Regions from separate parts of the Xenopus tropicalis genome. Here region 1 is linked to region 2. The links are chromatin contacts, called in public Hi-C maps. All regions are on one chromosome and are shown on one strand. Each heading gives the region's core, a stretch centred on a gene start, on an enhancer-like site or on the middle of the called end of the contact. The rest is flanking DNA. Distances are from core to core; before and after follow the strand shown.

Region 1 (2,726 bases), core at 57-2,556, 110 kb after region 2:
GAACAGAAAAACAACAGTAGAAGTGCAACAGCTGGGGGTGCAGGCAGGAATAATGATGTTACGGTTGTGGGGTTCCATGAAATGGGGTGCATGGAGACAGGCTGGTGCTGGGGGAGTGGGAAGGAATGCGAATAAGCCCGTTTGGGGGGTAGGAAAGAGAGGTAAGAACGAATGGGTGGGGGTTCTGAGTGTAACTGGGAGAAAAAAGCAAGCGGCGGAATAGCAGCAGATGAAAGGAAGAATCAGAAATGAAGTGATAGGCACTGGGGATAATGAGAGGCGAATATGTGCAGGGGAGATGGGAGCTGATGAAAGGGAAATGCATATGGAATGTAAGTGCTTGTGATGGGAACTGGCAGCACCTATTTTCAAAGGGAGAATGGAAACACAAGGATCACAAAGAGGAATGGGGGTGTAAGGGAAAGTGCTGGGGCAATGTTCCTATGGGAAGAAGCTGAGGATCACAGAGAGAAGGGAATGGAGGCACTAACCACAGAGAGGAATGGGATGGAGCCATGTGTACATAGAGAATTGGGAGGGGGCACCATCCTCTGGGGGACACGTAGAGAGTATATACAGTGAGCTCAGTGACTGCAGCAGCACATAGACCCGCTACAGATAAGCAATGCAATTGGGACAGGGAGGAGGAATCAATGGGAGCTGGGAGAGATCTGAGAGAGGGAGGAATTCACAGCAGGGCTGCGGGGGCATTTATTTAATGGCATCAATTGATCCGTCAGGGCGAGTGCAAAGAGCAGTAAAGGAAAAAGTCATTGAGAAGGAGGGGAGGAGAAGTTGCATGGGGGGCGCCCAATGGCAGGCGCAGCCACTGTCCCAGCTGGAAACTTTTCTACCTGCAGCGCATAGCGGACATGTGACTGGCACATCGCAAGCTACACCGGCAGAACCATGCTGGGCAGCAGAGCAGTGAGGGGGTACAGTAAGGGGGTACAGTAGGGTCTGTACAGGGCGAAGGTGATGTGCCATGAATGGGATGGAGTAGGGCGGTATGTCAGGGGCACACAGCTGCCGGAGCGGGTTGACATGGGACTGACGTGCTGGCGCATCAGCTCTCGGAATGGAGATGTTATTGCACCTGGGGAAGGCAGGTCCGCAGAAGCCAGTGCCACCCATAGGCTGTACTCACCACGGTCTCAACCACAAGCTCAGTGACATTCTCACTCTCTTCCTCCGGGGTTTCTGCCCTGAGTGTTGGAGGCGTGAGGAGCAGGAGGAGCACAAACCCCCAGAACATGGTGACAGCTGCCCAACACAAGAGAGAGAGAGAGCCAGCACATAGGGAGCGTGGCAATGAGACGCGGAGGGAGGGAGCCGGCATTCCCAGCACCGCCCACGCTAGCCCGCCCACCCGAATGCTCCGCCCTTCCACTCGAATGCCCCGCCCCCCATAGCTGCACTTTACTACCTGGGCCGTGTTAGCGAGAGCTCGGTGCCACACAAGGCGCTCAGTGCGTTCGGATGTAACAGTGCGGAGTCGCAGTGCGCTGTTACATAGGAATGATGGCGCAGACACATAACCGCATCTATAATGGGCAGGGATCCAGGCTTGGCATGCGGATTATGTGGAGCCGCTCGCTGTAGTCTGCTTTCTCTACCTGTCCTTATCGCCCATAGCAGCAATCAGAATAACAAGCCCATACTACTTAGCGGAGACATCAGGTGTCGCGATTATTACTTCCTTGTATCCCTGGGTATGGGCTCTGCCTACTAACTAGACTGAACATTTACAGCCATGTCCCTAAACTGGCAGTGCACTTCAGATCTTAATTGTCTTACAATGAAATATCCAATATCGACAGGGTCGGACTGGGGGGTGCAGGGCCCTTTGGGGCTGCAGGGGCCCCACACTCCACCAAGGGACCCCCACCATGGTCCCTACACCCCCCTGAGCCCCTACTGTCCTCTCAACCCTCAAGTGCCCAGACTCAGGTGTGTTGGGTGAGGAGGACCTGCAGGCCCTGGAACACCCAGCAAGGATTGGTTCTGGCCCAGCTGTGCCACAAGGGCTATTGCACTCTCTGCACTACCAGAGCTGAATTTTCATTTTTGCCGCCTCCGGTAACTGGCTGCTCCCTGCTGCCTAAAGGTGGCCATACACAGGCAGATCCGCTCACTTGGAGATGTCGCCAAGCGAGCGGATCTTCATCCGATATCCCCACCTATGGGTGGCCATATCAGGGAGGCATGTCGGTGAATTCGATCAAATTCTGCAAGCGGCAATGGGGCAGTCGGTTCGGGGACCGCATCAACGAGCCGATGCGGTCCCCGATCCGACGGGATTTTCTAACCTGGCCGACCGATATCTGGCCAATTTCAGGCCAGATATCGGTCGGCCAGTCCGATTGTTTCTGCCCCTACACGGGCCGATAAGCTGCCGAGTCGGTCCAAGGGACCGATATTGGCAGCTTCTATCGGCCCATGTATGGGGACCTTTAGGCAAGGTTCTCACTTTGCCTCATGTCAGGAATGGCCCTGTAGAAGATCATGTTAAGCCATACATGTTTGGTAAGGTCGCCAAACAATTGGATATATTTCCGATATGCCCACCTAATGTGTGCGATGTTGGGCTAATTCAATCATTTGGCCCTATGGAAAAACAATCAAATAACAAAAGATATAGGCTCTCTTGGACTGAGGACTGCATCAATAAAACAATGCAGTCCCTGATCTGACAGGAAGATCAAACCTACCCAATCGACACCTGG
Region 2 (2,700 bases), core at 159-2,658:
TTTGAATCTCAAACCATCTCAATTGTGCTAATATCAATTCTATCCAGTTCTCTTTTATGAAAGAATTTTAATAAGAGGACTTAAAGGGGTTATTCACCCATACCTTAACTTTTAATATGATGTAGAGAATGCTATTCTGAGACAGGTTGCAATTGGTCTTCTTTTTATGATATATGTGGTTTTTGCAGTGTTGGACTGGAGGGTACAGGGCCCACCATTTTTTTTCCCAGTGGACCGCCGGCCCAGTTCGACCCTGGGTTTTTGAATTATTTAACTTTTTATGTATCCAGTCTCCAGTTTGGAATTTCAGCAGCTATCTGGTTTCTGGGGTCCAAATTACCGTAGCAACCAGGCTTTGATTTGAATGAAAGACGGGAATATTAAAAGTAGAATAGAAAGTAAGTAATGAAAAGTAACAGTAACAATAAAATTGTAGCCTCACAGAGCAATACTGGGGTTAGTAACCCCAATTTGAAAGCTGGAAAGAGGCAAAGGAAGGCAAATAATTAAAAAAGTATAAAAAAGAAAAAATGAAGACCAGTTGAAAAGCTGCTTAGAATAAAAGTTATCTAAAAGGTTAACCACCCCTATAACTGAAGTTGTTTAGTAAATGCATTGAATAGAACCCAATGGAAATATCACACAACTCAAAAAGATTTTTCTTAGGCATCTCTGCAATCAAAAAGAATATATATTTTTATATATATTGTAGTCTGCTTCACCTCTCTGTACTATTAATGTATATTAATGCTTCATACACAAGTAGCATTATACACATACATCCCAATGTACAGAAATCCTATCCGAAGTAAGCGCTCGTGTGCTATATACAAAAACCACTGGGCACTTTTGCAATATAAGTTGTCATCACCATTTATAGATAGGATCAGCAAGTTGTGCTGTATTAACAAAGAGTGTTCATATAATAATTTACAGTGTAACAAACAAGGGTTACAGAATAAAACTAGGATTAGAGAGCCCTGTTCACAAGATTTTATAATGTAAAGTACAGATGAAACTTTGGGTGGGGTGAGTGTAATAGGCTGCTATGTGCCCAGTTGTGGCAGATTTGTGTTTCTTGGGAAATGCTTGCAGCCATATGGTCAAGCTCTGCTGGCTCTCTTTTGATTATTCATTGACTCCCAGCAATGGATTTGGATATTATCAAGTCCCATATTTGACCTTCTGTTCAGATTCTGGCGCAGAGAATGCTATTCTGGCAGCGATACCAGTCCCAGGTTGCGCCCACAATTAGAAACAAACTAATCACTGACTGTATTTGTGCAGTGCTAACTGAATTCCTAGTCATTCAGATGTTGCTAGATCACTTTGGCTTTTGAAGTTGGAAATGCTAATAAAGACTATTTGCGGAGACAGAAGCAGATTCAGCTGGGAAACAAGAAGGGCATTAGCACACTACAGACCCCCTAATGTGTCTGCTCTCCATTCTTTAGCCCTAATAGTTGGATAAATCACTCATTGTTAGAGAATGCATGCTCAGCAGGAGAGATTCAATGAAGTGTGAGAAAACTCTCAAGCAAATAGCTGTTCTCTTCTGGATTCTATGGTTCCTGGTAATGAAACATGTTCTTGGAACTTCCAAAACTGGAATCTTTGATACATACAGAGGTGTATTTATTAACACTGGAGACAAACATCACTAGTAATGTTGCCCATAGCAACCAATCAGACCTTTGCATTTGTTTTCTAACTTGTAGGTAACTGTTTAAATCTAATTGCTGATTGGTTGCTATGGGCAACATCACCAGTGATGTTTGTCTCCAGTGTTAATAAATATGCCCCTTATTGAAGATCTCACAATGGTTCTTAATAACTGATAAATTATGTTCAAATTAACTTTAATTGTAGCCTTAGGGGCACATTTACTAATCCACGAACGTCCGAAAAGCGTCCGAATGCGTTTTTTTCGTAATGATCTGTATTTTGCGATTTTTTTCGTAAATTGTCGAGACTTTTTCGTAGCCATTACGACTTGCTCGTAAATTGTCGCGACTTTTTCGTAGCCATTACGACTTGCTCGTAAATTGATGCGACTTTTTCATAGCCATTACGATTTGCTCGTAAATTGTTGCGACTTTTTCGTAGCCGCCGCGCCGAGTACGAAAGTTTTGGATTCATTCAAGCTTCAGTATCGTGACTTTCCTTGGGCCATGTTGGAGCTGCAGAGTGCCATTGAGTCCTATGGGAGGCTTCCAAAATCATGCAAAGTCGCAAAGGTTTGCCCGCCGTTTACGAGCGCTCAATACGAAAAAGTCGCGACAATTTACGAGCAAGTCGTAATGGCTACGAAAAAGTTGCGACAATTTACGAGCAAGTCGTAATGGCTACAAAAAAGTTGCGACAATTTACGAGCAAGTCGTAACAGCTACGAAAAAATCGCAACAATTTACGAGCAAGTCGTAATGGCTACGAAAAAATTGCAAAATGTTCGTTTCCAATCCGAATTTTTCCCATTCGGATTCTTGGATTAGTAAATGTGCCCCATAGTAATGTGTACAATTTAAGTAAGAGCTCCATGTGTCATTGCCCTCATAATGGTTTTTGAATCCCAGCATAAACAGGCTCTTACAGGTGTACTTCTGATGGCAGGCTTTTACCTAAAAGCTGTAATGGTTATGTGCTGAGGTTGGAAGAGCAACTATTGACTTTATGTTGTAGGCCAGGAAATTGGCTTAAAAA

What was found. Hi-C and Micro-C count contacts between places; a contact is called where the count stands out from the background.
Region 1: a Hi-C map of gastrula embryo shows a contact between it and region 2, with 1.8 times the contacts expected there. The contact joins the promoter of fkbp11 here to the enhancer-like site in region 2. A contact is called at or near these places in 2 of 5 Hi-C or Micro-C datasets (gastrula embryo and neurula embryo).

What each region holds. Positions count from the first base shown.
Region 1 is chr2:136,121,451-136,124,176 of UCB_Xtro_10.0, forward strand. It overlaps fkbp11 (peptidyl-prolyl cis-trans isomerase FKBP11), which reads right to left and starts at 1,307. Exons shown (of 6, transcript XM_004921446.4): 1 at 1,148-1,307. The coding sequence starts at 1,255.
Region 2 is chr2:136,007,208-136,009,907 of UCB_Xtro_10.0, forward strand. No RefSeq gene overlaps it. Among named protein-coding and RNA genes, the nearest start is that of ddx23, 4.7 kb to the left of the region's middle. Within about 2 kb of position 1,409, at least 4 of the 11 cell types and tissues checked have an H3K27ac peak or open chromatin away from gene starts, as enhancers often do. A contact at or near this core is called in gastrula embryo and neurula embryo, where this site is marked.